2 separate regions of the Mus musculus genome follow, and region 2 is linked to region 1. A link is a contact called in public promoter capture Hi-C data. All regions are on one chromosome and are shown on one strand. Each heading gives the region's core, a stretch centred on a gene start, on an enhancer-like site or on the middle of the called end of the contact. The rest is flanking DNA. Distances are from core to core; before and after follow the strand shown.

Region 1 (4,862 bases), core at 1,313-3,812:
CTGCCTTCAGAAAAGCGTAGTATGACAAGCTTGGCATTAACTAGTTCTCCTTACTTTAAGCAGCAAAGGTTTAATTTAAGCAGTGTGCCACCTGCCTAATACCTGTGCTAGCAAACACACAGAGACTGAAGGGTAGCCAGGGCCCCAAAGCCAAGAAGAGGTCCCACTCCCAGTCCTAGGAAGGTCCCCTCGAACAGGGGAAGACCCGCCCTCAAAGGTTTCTCTGCACCTGAGTAGATACACTGTTCTGGGTTGGTTTCACCCTTTCTCTGCTTCCTTACTACCTCTCTGCGCAGTCTCTTGGACCTTCTCTAGACTAGATGACCTTTCCCCATCAATGGCTGCTGCTTCCCATGTGCGGCTCAGGGAGAAAACTATCTCCCATGACTCTTCTGAAGCTAACTCACACACAGACCCATGGCCACACAGTGTTCCACTCATCACCACTACCCAGCCCTACCCCACACCTTAGTCAAAGCTTCGGATGAGGCCACAGGTTCTGGAAAGAGTTAAGCTCAGAGAGGCCTTGAAAATGGGCCCATGAATGAAAAAAGAGGGGTCCGTGCACCCTCTCATTCCAGGGACCAGCAGCTTGAGCCAGTGTCTTCTCCCTTTCTGTCCACGATCGCAGCCACATCAACATGTCTGTTTTTCTTCTCCCTGACTACCTTCATAGTTGGGCCTCAGTGTTCCTCTCAGAGGAAGTAAATGCAAGACAGCAGGGGCCTGGTCAGCACCTGGCCCAGGTGGGCATTGCACACGCCACTGAATGAGAGCAGACAGCCAGGTCGCAGGTGGAGACGGGAGGATGCTCACAACCACACCCAATGCTAACATCCACCTGCACAGGAGGGATGGAAGTGACCCAAAAAACTTAGGAATGTGACTTCAACAAGAAGCAGGAAAATGCAGGAAGGAAGGAGACGCCACAAAAGCAGGCAAGGTCAAGTTGCCTTCGGGGTCCTGAGTACTCAACACCTTTCCCTCCAATGCTAACTTAACAAAGACACCTACCCAAAGCAAGGTACTGTGGTTGACAGTGTGCAAAACCAAAACCTTGCCCTGTCTGCATGGTGACATTGCCTATGGTCCTAAACTTGGGAGGCAAGGCAGGAGGCGGGAGACTTTGAGGCTAGCCTAAGCTATAAGGTAAGTTTGAAAGATATATAGAGAAACCTGGTTTGGTTTGGTTTTGTTAAGTTTTCATTTCCAGGCGCTATTTTCATAAAATCACAAACAACCACCAACCTTAAAGAGGCTATGAGATTTCCCTGTCCGTTTCTGGGTAGTTCGGGGTGAAGGTTGAAAAGAGTACACATGTCCTTCCTTGAATGAGCAGTGTCAGTCCTTCATTCATTCCCTCTGTGATTTGTCTGTCCCACGCCTGCTCAGACAGTCTTGGGAAGCCAGAGGTGAAGGAGGACAAAATCCTCTGCCCTCTCTGCCCAGGCTCCAAGTGCCTGCCTGTGGTTTTGGCGCGTACGAAAAGACAAGCAAATATTAACCATACTTGCTTCCAAAACAAATAAGGCCACGTGGAGTCTCGCTCTGGAATGTGATTTTGGCTGCAGTTTTGGTTTGATGGGTTGGAAGAACCAATTCAGCAAATGGGGTCATTGGCCAAGTCCAGCCGCCAGGTTTCCCAAGTCAGATCCTGGTTCCTGGGCGCACCAGGCCCCTCATCCAATCAGCTCCATTTCCCTCATTGTTAATACAGTCTCATCTTCCTGCCCAGTAACCTTCTCCCAGACTCCCTGACTCTGTTTCCCTTGTACTCTCCACCCTATCCTCTCTGGGTCTGCAGATTTGACACCCAACTGTCTTGACCTCAAGACACAAATCCCAACCTGCCAATGCCACCCCTGACACCCTCCAAGTCTGAGCTCCCTCCTGGGGCCCTTGATTACCATATGTTCACAACATCTCCATCACAGGACCCCTGAGCACACCACACACACTCTGGTGGTCCCCAGATGCCCACAGGTATGTCCCGGGGGGCTCCATACACACACAAACGCACACACACACACAAGCTCCAACTTCTTGGAAGCCCGGGGCTGGCCTCCGGTCTCTGGGGTCGGTGAACCTCTCCAGCCTGCACGTCAGGACTCCAAGGCTCCGACAGGCACAGCCCGCCCGCCCAGCCGCACGCCGCGTGACCGGAGGACCCCGCGTTCCCCAAGGGCCTGGCCCGCGCACACCGCGCGGCCTGCGCCTCGCCGCCCGGCCGCGCCCCTGCTCGCGCCCGGAGCCTCAGGCCTAGCCCCGGAGGCCGCGGCGGTCCCGCAAGCCCCGGTGCGTCCGCGCGTACCGTTGGCGATGAGCTTGGCCGACAGCTGCTTGACGAGCTCGGGGATCCGCTCCCATTGGCACTCGGAGCGGCAGCGCTCGATCTCCGTCTCCAGCCGCGAGCCCGCCTTCCTGGTCGCCATGGCCGCCCTGGCCGGCCCGGCGCGCGCCCGCAGGCCCCGCAGGCCCCGCCGCCGCCGGGCCCCGCGCCGCCTCCCGCTGCGGCCGCGGGCTCCGGCTCCGGCTCCCGGCTCGGCGGCGTAACGGGAACGCCGGCCGGGGAAGGGGCGGGGAGCGGGCGGCGGCGGGCGCGGCGGGGCCCCGGGCGCCGCGAGGAGCGGCCCCTGCCGGCCAGGGCCGGAGCCGCAGCGGGCCGGGGCGGAGGCCGGACAGCAATGAGGAGCGCGGGACGGTGCTCAGGAGCGAACCTGGAGCGGTGAGGGGTCAAGCCAGGGCAGCCACCCCGAGGATGCTCTGGGGCTCCAAAGGCCGGGGTTTCTAGTGCGAGAGGGCGTGAAGGGCGAGCCTGCCTCGGCTGGCCCTGCCATCGCAGGTTGCTTGTGCTGGCCTGCGCCCCTCCTCAGGCTCCCCTCTGCCCCAGGTAGCCTCCGTCCCCATCATGTGGCCAGAAGCAGTGGAGATTCATGCTCCTCCAGAACCTGCCCGAAGTTCCTTAAGTGTGTGTTGGAAGAAAGTGAGGGAGGACGTGTGTGTGTGTGTGTGTGTGTGTGTGTGTGTGTGTGTGTGTGTGTAGCTGCAAGCCCAGATGCCAGCTCCCTTGCCCTCTGAGGAGAATACCAACTCATAAGTGGCATTTCCAGGCCTTGACCTTGTAACTGAGAGCAGGGGCAGGTGTCTAAGCTGAACATTATTTCACTTGTGTAATTTATTCAGTAACTATAGAGTCAGAGGTCACCCACACAGAGCTAGGTAGTGTTTTAGGGCTGTGGAAACGGAACGAAGTGGGTACAACTTTGCTTCAAAGTGGGTATAAAGTTCATAGCCCATTCATGGAAATGAATTAATTAAGCAAAATAAAGTAGCAAATTAGGTTATGGGTTGGTTAAGGATGGTGTTGAAGTGATATTTGACAGTTTTAAAGATGAGAGTCGGGGGGATATGGGAGGTGGGGAGGGCAGATCATTACAGGCAGAGCAAAGGCCTCGGCTTTACTATATTTGGTGAGTTAGAAAAAGGCCAGAGTGGCTGGGGTGGAATGAAGGCAAGGAGCTGAGCAGATGATGTCAGGAGGGTGGGGGTTAGTCCATGCCCGGCCTTCTGGATCATTAGAAAGACTGTCTTTCTTCTTGGTGAGATAGGGAGCCTGCATGTTAGTCAGGCATGCAATGGCAAGGCCTGCAAGTATGGACATGACCAGTATTTGGGAAAGTTGGTCAGGGAATGTGGCTTCAGGGGCAGTGGGGGTGTTGGACTCTGCAATACTGCCTCTGAGGATGGAGCTGTCATCTGGGCAGTACCCTGTCACCAGGTTCATCCTCTTTGGGTGTGTCTCCTCCAGCTTTCCAAAGCTATCAAGTGCAGGCTTTTCTCTCATGCCCTGGGGATAAATGAAGACCAGACTCACAGGCCTTGGTTTACAGGATCAGCAACTGAAACTCAGTAAGGGCCAAGAGGAAAGAAGTACTTGGGACATGACCAACACCACACTGAGGCAACCCAAGGCCCTCAGAGGTGATGGGAGCAGAGCAGATGGGGCTCAGACACTAAGGACAGCCCAAGGACAGGCAAACAGAATGCCAGAGGAAATGAGGGCGAAGGAGCAAGGGTAAAGGGGTAGGAAAAACGGTGGGATGGAGAAAATGATGTAATTCTATTTTACACACACACACACACACACACACACACACACACACAGAGAGAGAGAGAGAGAGAGAGAGAGAGAGAAGATGACCAAGGTGACTTACAGAAGGAAGGATGTGGTGATTTCAATAGGAATGGCCCCCATAGACCCATGTGAGTGAATACTTAGCCCGTAGGAGTAGCACTATTAGGAGGTGTGGCGTGGAGGTGGGCTTTTGAGGTCTCATTACATTGTTACACACTTCCAGATCCAGCTAAGAAGTCTGGAATAAGCCTCAGGCCAAAGGTCACCAAGAAGCCTTGTTCAGCTGACAGTGCCTGTGTGACTGTAGGACTTGCATTTCCCTGCATGGTGGCACACAGAATAACAATGTCATAACATTACTTGGCCTCCATGGCCACAGTGTAAGGCAAAGCATCCAGTCTGTTTCCTGGCTAAGCCGTTTTTCTGAGCGTGGGAGATGCCAGGCAGTGGGATTTAACTCCCCGCCCCCACCTTCTTCTTCCCTTCCTATAATGTGTACCTGTGGAATGCAGCAGTTAAAACTTAATTAGAGGGTAGAGAAGATTAGGCCACCATCCTAACAGCTCTCTGCCTCTTGCACACTACAGTCTAAAATCAGCTATTCCACAACAAACGCATCTGACTTTCTTTGAACTGGTTATTGTTTGAGTGTATGCTCCTAGGTTCCTCTGTGGAGAACTTGGACCATAGGATGAAGATACTGAGATGTGGGGGCTTTTAAGAAGGG
Region 2 (4,650 bases), core at 1,367-3,866, 1.8 Mb after region 1:
AGTGGAAAAGGAAGAGGGTCTAGACAAGCAGACTGCACATCATCACGAACAGTGTCCACTCAGCCTTCTGGAATCTTGGCAGCCCCACCCCCAATCAGTTATCATCAAGAGTATCTCCATGGTGCACACCTAAGGAATTGTGCCTTTACAAAGCAAGTGAATGGTCAGCCTTCAGGAGGCCTCTGTTGGAATAGGAGAAAGGCCTGCGACTGTTCTGTGGAACTCAGGGTATTAGGGGGTTGTCTAGTGTCAGAGCTGCGCCCTGGAGAGGAGCCTATGGGGTCTGAAAGTGTAGGGTTACTCATATCAGCCTGAAGAACTGGCAAGTAGTAGGATGGTCCACTGACCTAGATCCAAGGACACCTAGGAGGAGCTTGTGGGCTTATTGGAGGAACCACAGCCAAAGATTTCTCCCTGAAGGGATGCTCTCTTCCTTCTCTCATCTGTGCTCATCTATTACAGATGAGCAATGGAATCTCTGAGAAAGCTGTACTGGCTGTTGCCTAAAGAGTCCTGGGACTGGATTTGAACACGTGACTGCCTTCTGTGCCCAGCTTTCAAGCAGAAAACTACAGGATTGTTGACAGAGATGATAGAGAGGTGACTGTGGCTCAGGGAAGAGCTAACCTCGGAGAAGAAATGCCTATAGGGCCTGGTAGTGCCCTGAGGGGATGGCTGGCAGCAATCTGAGTGCTCGGTGGGGAAGTTGTGTAGGTCAGAGTGGCTAAGGTTGCTCCCTGGAGACCACACTTTTTTGTGCCTTCCAAAAAGAAAAGCTAGTTTGATTGGGATGCAATTCAACAGCTTAAAGTGTATAATTTGATGGTTTTCAGACACAGCCACAAAGTTGTGCAATGAATACCACAGTCAATTTAAAAACATTTTCATCACCCCCAAAGAAACTCCATAGCCATTGCCAGTTGCTCCCCACTCCCCGACCCCACCCCACCCCACCCCACCTCTAGCGAACACTAGTTTACTGTTTGTCTCCGTGAAATTGCCTACTCTGAACACTTCATGCAAAAGGAATGTGTTTAACGACTGGCTTCTGTCACTTAGCATGCTTTCAAGACTCATCTGTGCAGAAGCACCATTGTTGGGGCCCCATTCTTTCTGTGGCTCAATAACAGTCCCTGACTGATGATCCCTGATCTTATTTACATATTCATCGATTGATGAATGCTTGGTTGCTCCCACATACTGGCTACTGTAAATTGTTTGTATTTCTTTTCTTTCTTTCTTTCTTCCTTCAACATAGGGCCTCTCAGACACATGCCAGGCAACCATTCTACCTCTGAACTCTAGCTCCAGCTCTGGATAACACAAATAAAGGCTGATATGAACAGTCATATATAAGGTTTTGCATGGACACACTATGATAGATAGCTTTAATTTGTCAACTTGACACAACCTAGAATCACTGAGAAGAAATTCTCAGTAAGGGATTGTCTGCATTTAGTTAGGCCTATGAGTATGCTGGTGAGGGACTGTCTTACTTAAGTTATTGGTGCGGGAAGACTCAACCCACTGTGGGCAGCACCATTCCCTATACAGGGTGCCCTGAACTATGTAAGAGTGGAGAAAGTGAGCTGATCACAAGCCAGGTAAACATGGTTACATTCATTTCTCTTTGCTCTGGATGTCATGTGACCAGCTTTTTGACATCCCCCCCCTCCCCCTGCCTTGACTTCCCCATAATGAACTGTAACCTGGAATTGAAAGCTGAAATAAGCCCCTTTGGGTACGTAGTTTCCCCTTCTGAGGAACTGCCAAGGCTGCTTCCCAAATCAGCTGGCCCATTTACCACTCCCAGCAGGAGACTGTTAACTAAGCCTTTCCTCTCACTTCCACAGGCTGATTTGGAGGAAATGCCAAAAGAGAAGTGGTTGTGAGGGTGTGTGGACACTCTAGCACTCCTGTGTAATCGTGGGTAGAGGCCAAGGATGTGGATGGAAGTTGGGTTACTCCTACAATGCACAATGCACAAGACAGTCCCAAGCACAAAACATTTAATCTGTCCCCAGCAGTCTAAATAATGCCCAGGCTGGGAATGAATTAAACAAGGTGATATCTTGAGGTCCGCTATTACCTGGTCTCACAGGCTTAGCTAGCTCAGGAGACATTTTTGAGTGTCTGGGCGCTTAAAAAAGGAGGCATTACGACTCGCGGTTGTTGTGTAAGCTAGCAAGTTTTCTCCTTTAGTCTCTCACTGGGTGCTGTACTCAGCACAGGTGCCTTAGATGTCAGGCTTCATGGACGATATCTGCTTTGTTAAACAGTGATCTTATCAACAGAGAAGGTATCAAGGAGAGACAGGATGGCCACCTGTCAGGGACGTGGAGGAGGTGCCCCGCCTTGGGGGCGGGAGTGGGTATGGGTCGTGGCTCCCCCGGGATGAAGGAGGTCCCATTTGGGCCGTGGGCCTCGTCACCTGCCAGCCCTGAGTGCCTTGCTATCCGGTGCCAACTTGGAGACTTTCCTGTGAGTTTCGCTCGCAGGCTCCGGGCGGCCACAGTCCGTGCTGTCCTCGACCCCGGCACCGCCCGCCGCCAGGCCCGGCCCTAGGGGCGCGGCCCGGCTTCCGCGCGCCCCAGGGGGCTCCCTGCTACGAGCAGCCACGGCCGAATGGCTTCTGACAAAAAACCCTTGACCACCAAGGCCGGCCTCTTCCTGCGAGCCCCGCGCGCTGCGATCCAGGAAGTGGAAGGCAGCGGCCCCGCGCTTCCCCACTGGGCGCGCGGCTGGCGGCGGCGCCCAGCCCGGCCCTCGGCGAGGGACAGCGCCAGCGCCACGCGGAGGTCGCTGCGTCCCCAATCGCCTGCCCCACGATGCGACGCGCCGAAGCGCCCTCGAGCGCCCACCCTGCCGGGTAAGTGGCAACCCGTGCCCGCCGCTCCCCAGGTGGCCCGCGTCCTGCCTCTTTTGCTCAGCTTGATCCCCGAGAGCCCTGGGTGCTCCGGATAGGGCTACGGGACGTCGTGGATGTCATGCTGAAATGAACACCCCCCACGAGCGTGCGGATCCCCCAGCAGGGACTAAGGGTGAAACTAGGTTCTGCAAGGAAAGGGGGCGGCCTTGGTGACTGCCGAACTTGGCCAAACTTTCAAATCCAGACTTTGTTAGCGGGGGGGGGGGGGGGGGGGGGGGGAAGCAGTGCACAATGTGCGGCTGGGAGGGTTTGGTGTGTTCGAGCCCGAGATGTCCGTGTAGCCATGGCTCTAGCCTAGGCTGAACTTTGGATGCAAGCACTCGCTGCCCTGGCCCAGCCAGCCCCATGCACCACGAAGCACCGCTGCTCTGCCTAAACCCCAGCTTGCGCCCTCAGGTTCTGGGACCGAGAGTGGGGGTGGGGGCGGGGGTGGGGAGTAGGGTGGTAGATAAGAAGCACCTACAACTTTAGGCAGGCCCATCCAGCAGCTAACTCTCTGCCTGGAGGATTGAGGCGCCACCAGATCCCATCTGCCACCCCACTGGATCGGCTGGGGACCTTTGGACTGGCCTTTGAAGAGCCTGGTGTGTGAGGAGGGTCTAGAGTGCTCGGGTGCAAATGATTGGCGGGATACCCAGACGCAGATGCAGTCTGAAGTGTGTGAAATTAAATGGCTTGGGAACAACCATTCGGAAGGGATTCCTACTTTTGTGCTCTTCCCTACCCCCCACCTCAAGACCTGGAACACTGCCCAGAGCTACACAAGGTTGGGAATGTCCTGTCATCCCGCCCAGCCCAGTCCTAAGAGAAGATCGGGAAGGGTGGGGTTTGAAGCTGCACCGAGTAGAAAGCGATTTCTGCGAAAGTCTTCTAGCACTTTCTGAGGTGCCATGGATGATGGACGAATCTGGGGTACCATACTTTTTGTATTTCCGTTTAAAAGTCCCGGGCCTGATCCCGGATGAATTCCCGTGGCTGCCTGTTTTAATTCTGTGACCTCATCTCTTTGAGCTTCCACTCTTTAGAACAGGAACGCTATCTGTACACATCTTGTACTCTCCAGGGTTTGGGAACAGTAGGGTGTAACTGGCCCCCATTCGGATAGGAGGGACTGGGATTGTCCTGGGGCGGGGGGTGGGGGGGTGGGGGGGGGCTTGGCTGCCTCCTTCCTCCTACCCCCAATCCCAGCTACAACCACAGCCCGGAAATTCTGTGTTGATGTTTCCCTTGGAAGTGATCTCTGTGGAGACAAATGTCATCTGCTGGGAAACTGGGAATTCCGATGCGGAAGGGGTCTCCTGGGAGCAAGTAACTGCTATACCCTGGGTGGGAAGGTAAAGCCGGCTAGAAAAGGAGGGTGAGGAATCAGGTTCTGATCTCATCTACTTCCCCATTTTCCCCAAGGATGGCCTGGCCTGACCCATTTCCTCCTGCCTTTCTTTGTTTACCTCTGTACCAGTGATTGATTTCATTGTGCCTCAGTTTACTAACAAGGATAGTCAGTAGTCACTGCTCTTCACAGGCTGTTTGGAGGGGACATCCTCAGCTGCTATTATGATTAGCATCACTGACATCTGTTGGGTGGGCCCCTTCCTTTTGCCAACTGGGTGATCTGTCTGCCTCATCTGAAACTCCAGAGTCCTATAACCCCTCCCTCACTGGGATTGAATTGGATGAATTCTAATGGCCTTGGTCCCTGCTCAGGGGCTGGTCCTTTTTAA

What was found. Promoter capture Hi-C pulls out the DNA fragments that hold promoters and counts their contacts.
Region 2: a promoter capture Hi-C map of liver shows a contact between it and region 1, with 3 times the contacts expected there. The contact joins the promoter of Rin3 here to the promoter of Ttc7b in region 1.

The regions. Positions count from the first base shown.
Region 1 is chr12:100,518,260-100,523,121 of GRCm38.p6, forward strand. It overlaps Ttc7b (tetratricopeptide repeat domain 7B), which reads right to left and starts at 2,563. Exons shown (of 20, transcript NM_001033213.1): 1 at 2,312-2,563. The coding sequence starts at 2,432.
Region 2 is chr12:102,280,458-102,285,107 of GRCm38.p6, forward strand. It overlaps Rin3 (Ras and Rab interactor 3), which reads left to right and starts at 2,617. Exons shown (of 10, transcript NM_177620.4): 1 at 2,617-2,869. The coding sequence starts at 2,829.